2 separate regions of the Sus scrofa genome follow, and region 1 is linked to region 2. The links are chromatin contacts, called in public Hi-C maps. All regions are on one chromosome and are shown on one strand. The core of a region is the stretch at or near the end of the contact, and the rest is flanking DNA. Distances in the headings are between cores, read along the strand shown.

What was found. Hi-C and Micro-C count contacts between places; a contact is called where the count stands out from the background.
Region 1: a contact with region 2 is called in a Hi-C map of skeletal muscle, with 2.8 times the contacts expected there. The contact joins the enhancer-like site here to the promoter of IGSF9B in region 2. A contact is called at or near these places in 9 of 47 Hi-C or Micro-C datasets (alveolar macrophages, brain, embryonic fibroblasts and 4 more) and 1 of 2 datasets of contacts at active chromatin or transcription factors (skeletal muscle).

Annotation. Positions count from the first base shown.
Region 1 is chr9:60,602,555-60,607,911 of Sscrofa11.1, reverse strand. No RefSeq gene overlaps it. Among named protein-coding and RNA genes, the nearest start is that of JAM3, 24 kb to the left of the region's middle. Within about 2 kb of position 2,176, at least 14 of the 83 cell types and tissues checked have an H3K27ac peak or open chromatin away from gene starts, as enhancers often do. A contact at or near this core is called in embryonic fibroblasts and skeletal muscle, where this site is marked.
Region 2 is chr9:60,518,537-60,523,969 of Sscrofa11.1, reverse strand. IGSF9B (protein turtle homolog B) reads left to right here and starts at 2,507. Exons shown (of 20, transcript XM_021063165.1): 1 at 2,507-2,767. The coding sequence starts at 2,704.

The DNA.
Region 1 (5,357 bases), core at 927-3,426, 84 kb before region 2:
GACACTGCTGGATTGGGGAGGGGGCTCTCAGGGCCAAAGGTGGTGGGTAGGTGGGTGGGATGGTCTGGGTGAGTCACAGGAGAAGCCCAATCCCTGTTCTCTATTGACAGACAGAGCAGAGAAAGGCCTTCCTGATAAGATGTCCATGGGTTCGGTGAGGATGGTTGGGCTTGAGAAGAGAGAATGTGCAGGGGCTGGGGCCACTCCCCAAGACAGGGGCCCAGGACTGTCCCTGTGACACATGTGAGTATGCCCACCTGGGTGGGTGTGAGGTGGTATAGCCTGGGCTGTGGGCAGAGGTCAATGTGAAAGTGCAGGGCTATGCACCAGCCCCAGCAGAGCTCTGCAAGTGTGTGTGTGTGGAGGGTGGCGGTTAGGGGTTTTTGTGGCTCATGTGTACTTGCCGTTTCTCTTGCACATGCATGCACCAGAGTGGGGTGTGTACTGACTCTGCACCCCCAGGGGTTCCCTTCTCAGCCCAGGCTTCGCCTCACACAGACACAAAGATTTCACTGCCCACAAATTCCTCCACTTCTGAAAAAGACAAGGGGGGGAAAGGGCCAAGATACAAGAAGAGATAAAAATAGCTGAAAATAAGCTCTTTGGATCAGAAAGCTCCCTTTTTCAGTGAGTCACCAGTTCTTCAGACTGAGTGCACACCCCCCACATGCACACGTGTGCACACACACACACACACACACTACAAAACATAAGCACACGGTCATGCCTCCAAGTTATGCCTGAACCCTTGTGCAGACCCCGTCTCACACTCTGTCCTCAGATGTAAAATACCCTTCAATGGGGGTGGGGGGCGGCGGCTATTCTCTGGGCCTCTGGGGAACCTCACAGACAAAGCGCTGCCCCCCATGTCCCCTCCCCACTCAGCATCTTCTGACTGCCCTGTTCTTCCTGCCCTCCTTGCAATGGGGCCCTGGCAGGAAGGGGTGATCACACTTGCTTCCTCAAGAGGCTCCAGGGCTGGAGCAGTCAGACAGCCCGGACGCCAGGCAAGATGTATGAGTATGTTCTGTTAATTGCATTAGAAGCTCTGCCGGAGCACAGGCTTGCACAGCCTTCAAAAGGCAGGGCCGACAGAAGCATCCGTAGTGGAGACAGGACTGGGCGTGTTTACTAGCTTCCTGCGCTCCTGGGCCACCACGGACCCCTCCCCCGCCCCATCCTCCTGCTGACAAGAGGGATTCCTCGGTCTTTAGCTCAGCAGGACCAGCCCAGCCCTCTGGAGCTCCTCCAGGCTCCTCTGGGGTAGGGAGTAGCCAGGACTGGACCCTGCTCCATCATTCTTTTTCTCCCCGTCCCCTCCCCTTGGCAGACTCTCTCTCTTCTCTGCATCTCTTCATTTCCACCTCCATCTGTGAAACCCAAGTCTGCTTCATTCCAAGCACATAAAGAACCTGGGTCCTGAGCGGCCCCTCCCGCTTGTCCCAGGAGCATGACTGCCTTGTCCTCTAAGCCTCTGGAGCCGCTTCTCCCCAAGAGTTAGCTGTGCCTTTCCAGGAAACGGGGGTGTGGCACATGCCAGCATGAACAGGGCAACCAGACAGGATTTACCTAAAATTTGAAGTAAGTCTGAGGAGGTGGCTCTGAGCATGGGCCTCAGGACATGTCCTGTGTCCAGGACTACGATAAGCCCCTTAGGGGTAGTGCTAGGGCCACCGTGCCCACCTCCCCAGCCCTTTGTGCCCTACTCGGCTGGGGCCTCACCATGCTTGGGGCGGGCTCTGCATTTGAGCTGTGGCCCCCACTTTTGGGCTCTGTGGGTTTGGTGAATTCATGTCACTGGGCCTTTGTTTCAACGGCCAAAGGGAATAATAATATCACCGTCTACATCATGGGGTCCTTTTATGTTTGTGGTGCTTCAAAGAGTGAAAGCAGGCACCTGGAAAATTCCTCGTAAATGCCAGACCAAGTCAGCTTGCTGTGGCTTTCCATGCCTTTATTCCCCTCAGAAACCCTATCCCTTTCTAGGGGGAGTTTCTGGGGCATCAGAGCCAACACACAGGACCCAAGTCTCCTGTCTCCCCAGGAGGTCTCCTTCCTCCCCTGGGCTGCGCCCGTTCACCCATACTCAAGTCTTGCCCACTCCTGTCCCCTCCTGCCACGAGTCCCCTTTGGCTCTGGCTTGGCCTGAGCTGGACATGGGCAGAGAAGAGGCTATTTTTAGCCTCAGACAGAAGCAGCTGCTGTACAGCCACTGCACAAAGCCTGGCTCTCCAAAGGTAGGCCCAGCCCAGGGGCCAGCCTGAGGAAGGGGAGGAAGGCCAGTCGGGGTGGGGGGGTCCTGGGACCCCAGCTCCTTGTCTCCCCTCCTTGGAAGGCACCCCATAAGCTGCCCTCCCATCCTAACCCTCCCCCACCCCGGCGTCTTAATTCCCAGGGGGCTTAGCAGCTAAGCTGCAGAGGCTGCAAAGTGGGGTAAGGAAGGAGGGTCAGACCCTGGGCAGAGGAGGCCTGGGGGGGTTGCAGCCTGTGTCCTGAGGATTCAGAATTCTTATTTATTTATTTATTTGTCTTTTTGTATTTTTAGGGCTTTACCTGTGGCATATGGAGGTTCCCAGGCTAGGGGTTGAATCAGAGCTGTAGCTTCCGGCCTTTACCACAGCTACAGCAATGCCAGATCCTAGCCGTGTCTGTGACCTACACCACAGCTCATGGCAACGCCGGATCCTTAACCCACTGAGCGAGGCCAAAGATCGAACCCACAACTTCATGGTTCCTAGTTGGATTCATTAACCACTGAGCCACGATGGGAACGCCCCTTCTCTCTTTATAGCTGAGAACTCAGACTCCTGAGGTCCAGGAACTGACAAGGTGGGCACAGTTCCCCCTTTCTGTCTGCAGGTGCCAGTTCCCCAAAGGGTCCCATGCAAAAACATGTCACATGATCTCGATCTGAGGTTTGGGTGAACTGCCTTGATCTCCCCAAGGTGATCAGTCTTTCACAGGAGCTGAAAAGGATCCTGAAAAATCAGCATTGAATTATAAAATAATTCTCGCCATTCTCATGTCATGGCTTCTATGTTACCGTAATTCTCGTCATCCTTACAGACCAGGTGGCAGTGGGCACAGAAGAAAATTACGGTCTAGATCAATACATTAATCACATTTTCATCTGCCCAGGCCCTGACCCAGGCTCTGAGGATCCCTTAGAAAGTGAGCAAGTGGGCCAGAAACTTACCCTAGAGGAACTTATTCATTCTAGAGCTTAGAAGCTCTTTCAAATTGAAAAATATACACTCATAAACCCAGGGAACAGTAGCCCAGCAGTTTCATATCTGCAAACGCTGCAAAGGCGCTTAGCAACTGGTTGCGTAGATCTGATTTCTCTGGAGTCTGGATCCCTGATGCTTTCAGGCAACGATTCTCAACCTTTCACGTCATGCGTCTCTTTGTAAATCGATTAAAGCTGTGAACTTCTCTCCAGAAAAACGTCCAGAGCACAGACACTCAAAAGCTTGCTTACGATTTGAGGGGCTTACAAGCCCAGGAAGCTGACACAAGGACCTTGTGCTTAGAGGCCCTGTTTGAAGAGCAGGAGGCAGCTGCTGGGCCTGCGCTGATGGATCCATCACAGGGAGAGGTATGCAGCTGAATTTTAATCACACTCTTCTGCCAGTGTGGGTTAGGGGAAGCGGGCCACTGGGCCCAGACTGTGTAGCCTTCTGATGTATTCCTAAGTTCTACCGAACTACAGAAATAAGCCCTTTGCAAAAATCCTAACTCCTTATAATTTTGATGTGACCTTGGCCAGAGCCCCCCCTTCTTTGGGATCTCAGCTTTGTGGAATGAAGGCAGGGGGCAGGACACTGAAATGAGCTGAGGATCCTTCTAGCACAGATGCATGGTCCATACAGGTGTGTCCTCCCCTGGGGATGGAGGATGGGGGGTGGGGGTGGGGTGGGAGGAAGAGCCTCTGCCCGTGGGGTGGCGGGGGAATGCTGGGACCTGAGTCCTGGACAGGAGACTCTAGCTGTGCTCCTGGCCACATACTCCCACACCTGATGCTGGGCTTAGGATTTGACCTGACCCCAGCTCTGGGCCTGAGGCTGAGGCTGAGCTCACCTGCTCTGACAGGTTACAGCCTCACAAATCAGCAGCCCAAACACCTGGAGATGGAGGGGGAGCGGTCTTCTCCATGGTGATGTGGATGGCTTCCTGGGAGCCAGGTGCCCTGCAGGAGGAGACCCTATGCCCAGCCTGGGGCACCTGATGAGAGGGGAGGGAGGTGGAAAGTGCAGCCCGCCTGCTCTAGGGCCCATGAACTGCGACTCTGGTCTGCCCCAGACATGGAAGGGGGCAGTTCCTGGAGTCATGCTTCTGGCCCAGCATGGCTGCAACGCAAATTGGGGGCTCTGGTCCCACTGAGGGCCTGGACCCTCCAGATGCTGAGTGACAAGATCTGCAAACTCCAGTCCCTCCTTGGGAATCCATGCCACCTTTTCCTCCCTCTTCCCAGGCCTCCTCAGCACTCCTGGCCAGAATTTAAATGTCACCAGCTCTAACTGACTGGTCCTCTGCAGGGGCATGGGGTGAGTGGAGCTGCTGCTTGCTCACTTTTTTGTCTGGGAAGGAGGACCCCCCCCCGAGGGCCTAGGGGAGATGAACAGAGGAGCCTGACTCAGCATCTTAGCCCAGAGAGCCAGAAGGTGCCTGGCCCAGGTGTGCTAGTTTCCTTGACACACTTGCTCACCAGTGCCCACATACAGGTTCATGCGTGCACACCTGGCACACAGGCCACACCCACAGACACATGCAAGAACCTGCCATCTTACCATCACACGCAGACCCTAATCACACATCCGCAAGAAGACAACCTTCTCTTCTGGGCGCCTCTTCCAGCCCGGGTTTGCTATAGTGCGCGGGCACACGGTACATACGTAAGTATGCCTTGCCTTTCCCAGCTCACCTTGAGAATACATGGTGCAGTGAGCGTCACACACCCTGAGCCCCTCCATCCCAGCCCATGTGGTGACCATCCACCTGTCAAACTGCCCCGTGCCCCTCTGCCCTGCCCTTCCTCAAGCAGCATCCCTGTGTGGACACACCTCTTCCCTCGGGGCTGAGTACAGGAGGCTGTAGGGAAGGCAGCCGGGACCTGGCTCTGCTCAGTGGCTCAGAACAAGTTGCTCATTTATCTCTGCAATTTATCTCTGCATAACACATAACACGCCTTGTGAGGCTATTGATAAAGAGATGCTCTAGTCTGGCCTCGCTTTCTCCTCCATAAAGGGGATTAAAATACCATCCACTTTATCTCCATCATGGCAATACTACAGGATTCAAACCTGATATGGAAGAAAGCAGGTTCAGAAGTGTAACATGCATGATACTGTGGGCTA
Region 2 (5,433 bases), core at 1,258-3,757:
CTAGCATTTTGTATTTCCAAAAAGCAGGAGGGAATGACATCTACTCCCTTACCTGATGTACAACCTGCTTTATTAGAGACATAGATGGCTAAACAGTAATACCTGGAACTGCTCCTGGGAATGGCTTACATCCTTCCATTATGTCCCTATTAGACAGCTGGGGTCCATGCTCGCCTTGAGTATGTTACTGGATGTGTACCATCCTTCTTGGGTCTGAAGATTAGCCATATGCCAAGAGGAAAAGATTTAATTGGCCTCATCCCTCACCATGGCCCAATACTGTTGTCTCTTTTGAGCTGAAATGAAACCAAACTGAGACGTGTGATGACGCTAACTTTTCCCTTTGAACCTCAACTTTCCTTTCTGTCTCACTCCCTGGACCTACTTCATTTCGAACAGACTTATCCAGAAGAAATTTAATCTCCTTTTTAGATAGTTTGTTTGAAACCCTTTGCAACCAAAGTCATGGTCTTAAGCTCTTTCTGTAACTTTTTTCCCTTTCAATCTTAGTTCCCTAGCAGAAACCACCACACTGAGTAGGACAAAGTCAGTGGGCAAGTAAATACAATCAAGATGATGGTGAGAGTGGCTCCCTCCCTTTTTTAACCCCAAAAGTCCCTAGAAGAACCTGAGCACAGCACCGTTGCCATGTTTATACCTAAAAAGGGCTGGGGACTAGGTCAGCCCTGGGAGATCCAGCACTTCTCTTCAGGTCAGTTAGCTGCTTAGAGGTTTTGGAAAAATCAAGTGAATCCCACTGAGGCTTATCGCCTAGGACTCTGGATGCCTGTAGGTATGTGTGGAGGATGGAGATGCTGTTCTTGGGCATGCCAGCTGGGAATCAGCCTGCCATTGGGGGCCTAGAGATTCCAACCTTCTTCATATCCTTAAGGAAGGTATCTTGGCAGAGAACGAGACCCTAAAGTGATGGCTCAGGGAGAGACATCCTGCCTCATCAGAGTTACCTTTCATGACTGGAGTGGCTGGGTAGAGGAGGAGGTCATTCAAGCCTTTTGTTTTCTGGGTTACATCCAGATGCTAAAACTTTACCATACCAGCATACTTGCACTCTGCTGGGAAGGGAGGAGGCCTGGCTTCCTATCTTCTGGCTGGCGGTGAGCTAAGAGGGTTCATGTTTCAGGTAAGGCTGTTGTTCCTCCAGTGTTCTGGCCACTTTTGATGCATTGTGTGTGTGTATGTGCACACACACATGCTTTCTTTGAGGCAAGCTTTTTGGAGATTTATGTCCAAGATCCAGTGCTTTGTGGTCGATGAGTGCTTTTGCCAGGGTGACATTTCTGAGCTCTCCTTTGCTGCCCCTCTGTCTTCCCTCCTTGGCCAACAACACATCGTAGGGCGCTGTGCCACCCTTCCCACACTGCTTTCACTCTTTGAAAGAACATACGTCTTCACTGCAGCCTCAGAAGCTGGTGTGAGGTGATTGTTTGTAGTAGATGTTTCCATGACACTCGTTTATTTCTTCTGCAGATACAACTGTATTGGGGGAGGGGACGAGGTTGGGAAACATGAAGACTTTCAGCTTCCTCCTTATCATCTTCTGTAGAAATAGGAAGCCCACCTTCGCTTTCCTGGGTCCCCCTCACAGACCCTGGCACTGCTCCCCAAGTCCCTCAGCTTTGTGCTGCCAGGGTGGGGCCTGGCTCCCAGTCCGGTGAGGTTGGGGGAAGGAATCTTGTGCCTGAGGAGGCAGCCTTTGTGGAGAATAAGAAGAAACACTTTCACTGCTCAAAGTTGAAATTTAATGGTGATGAGCAACTATGACCCACACCGGGGGTGGCAGTGTGCACACGTGTGTTCCCAAAGGGGCTTGTGACACTCCCGCAGCTGAACCAATGACTCACCCCAAATCTTAGCGACTTTTAGAGGTCATTTTAGTCATTCCCCTGCCGTCAGTCTGGATGGAGCTTAATGTAACCACACATTTGGGTGGGAAGGGGTGCCTTGGGGAGGCAAGAGTGGCTGCGTGTAGAAGGGAGTGGGGAGTGGAGGTAACGTGTGACCCTTTGTAAAAGATCTCCAGCTAAGGACACTTCCAGCTTCCCCAGGCTGCCTTTTCTGGGTTTCCCCATCACTGAATCAGCACCGTCCTCCCGGGACGGCTTTTTGCTGGAAGGAAACCGGATGCTGGGTTCCCTACGTGGGCGGGAGCTCCAACCCCTTAGACCCGCAGGGTAGCCGAGACCCCAGGATCTCGTTAGCCAGCCCTGCAGCCACATTCCCTCCCCCAGAAACTTGCCATGCAGCGGGAGCGGGGAGCCGAGCCGAGCGGAGACGCGGCAGCGCCTTCTCTCCGGCAATGCGCATGATTCTGCGGCTCTGGGCTCGCCACACGTCAACGCACCTTGAATGGGCTCGCCCCCCTCGCCGCGACGGGCAGAGATTGTGGCCAATAGGACTCCGGGATCACCGGACGCGTCCAATGGGCGGGCGACAGGGGCGGGTCCGGGGCGGTGCGGCGGGGCTTCTCCGCGGCGCTGCCTGCGCTCCTCCCGGGCTCCAGTGCAGGTGCCGCTGCGCCGGGCGGGAGGCTGTGCGCCGAGCTGAGCTGAGACGCGGAGGGATGGGGAGCGGGCCGCCCGGGCTGCAGGAGCCGCAGGAGCCGCGGGAGCACCGACGCTGGGCGTAGGCGGCGCGGGGCACTTTGAGATAGGATGAGGCTCCTGGCTGGCGCGCGGTAGTACTATGATTTGGTATGTGGCCACTTTGATAGCAAGTGTGATCAGCGCCCGAGGTCTTGCGGCTCAAGGTGAGTTGAAGTGCAGCGTCCCTCCCCTGCGCCTCCCGGCGCTCTTGGCCGGGTCCTCCAGCCGAGCCCGCGCCTTCCCGCCGGGCGCGCTCCGGGCACCGCGGGGAGGGCGGGGGCCGCGGCCGCAGTCGCGGCAGGCGGAAAGGGCCTGAGCTCTGGCTGCCTGCGCTTGGGAGAGGACGCCTCGGGATCCGGTCCGCTTCTCCACCTCTGGCCCCAGGGCTTCACAGCGGGTGCGGCGCCCGGTGTCCTTCGCGGGCGCAGCCGCCGCCTCGAGCGCAGGGGGAGGCGGCGGCTTTCCTAACTCTGCCGCCTGGGAGTTTGCAGGTTCTCCGGCGGCTGCGGCACGCTGGAGCTCCGTGCAGCGCCGCGGCTCCGCAGGCTAGCCCGTGCGGGGCCCGGCACCCGCGGCTCATGGTCCGGGCTCCCAGCTCCAGCTCTCGTTCCTCCGGATCACACATCTTGGTAGCTGGAGGTCGGATCCCTTCTCAGGGCGGGGGCGCACGGAGCCCCTAGAGAGGAGAAAGCTGGTTCTGCGCGGGGTCCCTCGGCCGGCTGCGAGGAGTTTCAGCCTTCGGCTGGCCCTGCCCGCGTCCCGCTCAGCCGCACCAGAGCATGGCCGGGCAAAAGTTCCCTGGGAGCGCGCCGCAGCCAGGCACAGCTGGCCGGGGGCGAGGGCAGCGGGGAGGGGGTTCCCTTTGCCGCGTCTCGGGAGGAAGGAGGTTTTTCTTTCCGTTTTTCCGGTCTGAGGTGGGGAAGAGGCGAGAGGGAAGCCAGCGAGTTGGGTGATGCGCGCGTGAGCGCGCGGGCTTTTGCTTTGGAGACAGCAAAGCGACCTGCTCCTCTCTATGTGGCACCCCGGCTCCCAGCCCTTGTATGGAAACAGCGGCAGAGCCTGGAGGTTCCAGGACTGTGAGCTCACAGTGCTCAGCGCATAGACAAGACCCAGCTGCTGTAAGGTTCCCAAGGCCGGAAGGGATGGCTTCCGGGGAGATCCGCCGGGTGGACCGCAGCAGGGAGAGACCCCGAGCCCCGCAGGTTGCTAGCGAAGAAGGGTCCTCTCCACACCTTGTTTGGGGGTTGTGTAGAGGGAGGGGAAGTGATTTGGGAAAGTTTTTGGAATGGAATAGATCTCCCTGCTATTGGGGGGGGGGGGGTGGTATGAGAACAGAAGCAGAGGAAGGCGACCAGTGATTTTGTTAAATGGTATGTGATCTGGATGGTTTTACAACTCCCCCTTTGTGAGGTGGGAAACTGAGGTCAGAGTGGCAGCAGGAGCTCGGGGAGTGGGGGTGGGTGTGAGGTGGGTCCAGTTGCTTTGAGAATCCTCTCCAGCCTCATCCTCCCCCTACCTCTATCCCCTTGTAGTCTTCCAATGCCCTCATCTTCCTCCCCTCCAGTTTTTGGTATGTTCCTGCTCTGGGACTGTGGCTGAGAGCACAGAAGGATGTGCTGGGATCTTTGAATAAAAAAGAGACACTGAAGGGAGGCCCTGGAATAGCCTCCAAAGCTGAGAGGTCAAAGGGAGGTGCGTGGACTTTTTGCAAGTGTAAGCATAGAATCCAGGAAAATAGGTTTCTATTACAGCAGCACACAAAACGGCCAGACAGAAGGAAGGACTTTCCAACATTGAAGGTTGTTGGGCTGGAAGCTTATGCTTTCTTTCTGCTATGGGGAGATCCTTCTGTCTGGGGTGGCTTGACATGAACCTCTGCCTGCCACCCCTAAGGGTCTTGGTGGTCTTTTTAGTCTTAAGGGGCTCTGTGTGGCGGTGAAGGACCTAGGCCTAGTCATGTGACCTGGACTCAAATCCTGGCTCTGCCACTTGCTGACCTGTGACCTTGGACACCTTCCCTAACTTCTGTAATTGTCATTTGCCTCATTGGGGGTTAAGAGGATGAGCCTGTAGGGTTTTTGTGGACATTAGTGCTATAAAGCAATGGAAAGCTACCTGTTCTGTAGTAAGTGCTTGGGAGATGTTGATGATGGTGTGGTTTCACTGTTTGGGGGCCTGGGGGTGGGGAGTCCAAGCCCTTCTCAGCTTCTTTCCCTTGGGCCATCCAGGGAATCCCACCCAGGGAATCGGGAGCTAGGAATGTCTTGGGGGAGCCAAGTTTGCTTTCACGGGCTGACCTTGCCCAGGGAGACATGGAGGACTGCTCAGAAATCCTTTGAAAGATCTGCAAACCTGGAGTTTCGTTGGTAGCCAGAGCCTTGTAGGAGGGATGAGGGGGCCTCAGAGCCAAGAAGCTCATCACACAGCCTCTGGAAGCGGGAGACAGGGCTTGTGTGGCAGCCACCTCTCAGAAGCATGGCCAGTGTTCAGATGCTGCTGTGTGAGGGCTCAGCTGTTCTCCGACTGGCAGAGGTGACTTCCGGGAGATTCCTGAGGGGCGGGACTTTGAGATGCCATCTTAGGGCTTGGCTGAGCAGGGGCTGCTCCAGCAGAGGGGTGAAAGGGCTGGGGCAGAGTGAGGGATGGGCTTTAATCACGTGTGTCGGGGGGGGCGTGGAGCGGTTGGGGGGGCTGTGCAGAAGAGCTGGGAAGATGGCAATTGGAGTCCCTCCATCCCAGACATCTATGAAACAAGCTTGTGGGGAGGACCCTGGGCCTTTACTTCCAAGGCTGCATCCTCCTGTTGACCACAAATTCTGCGCTTGGATTA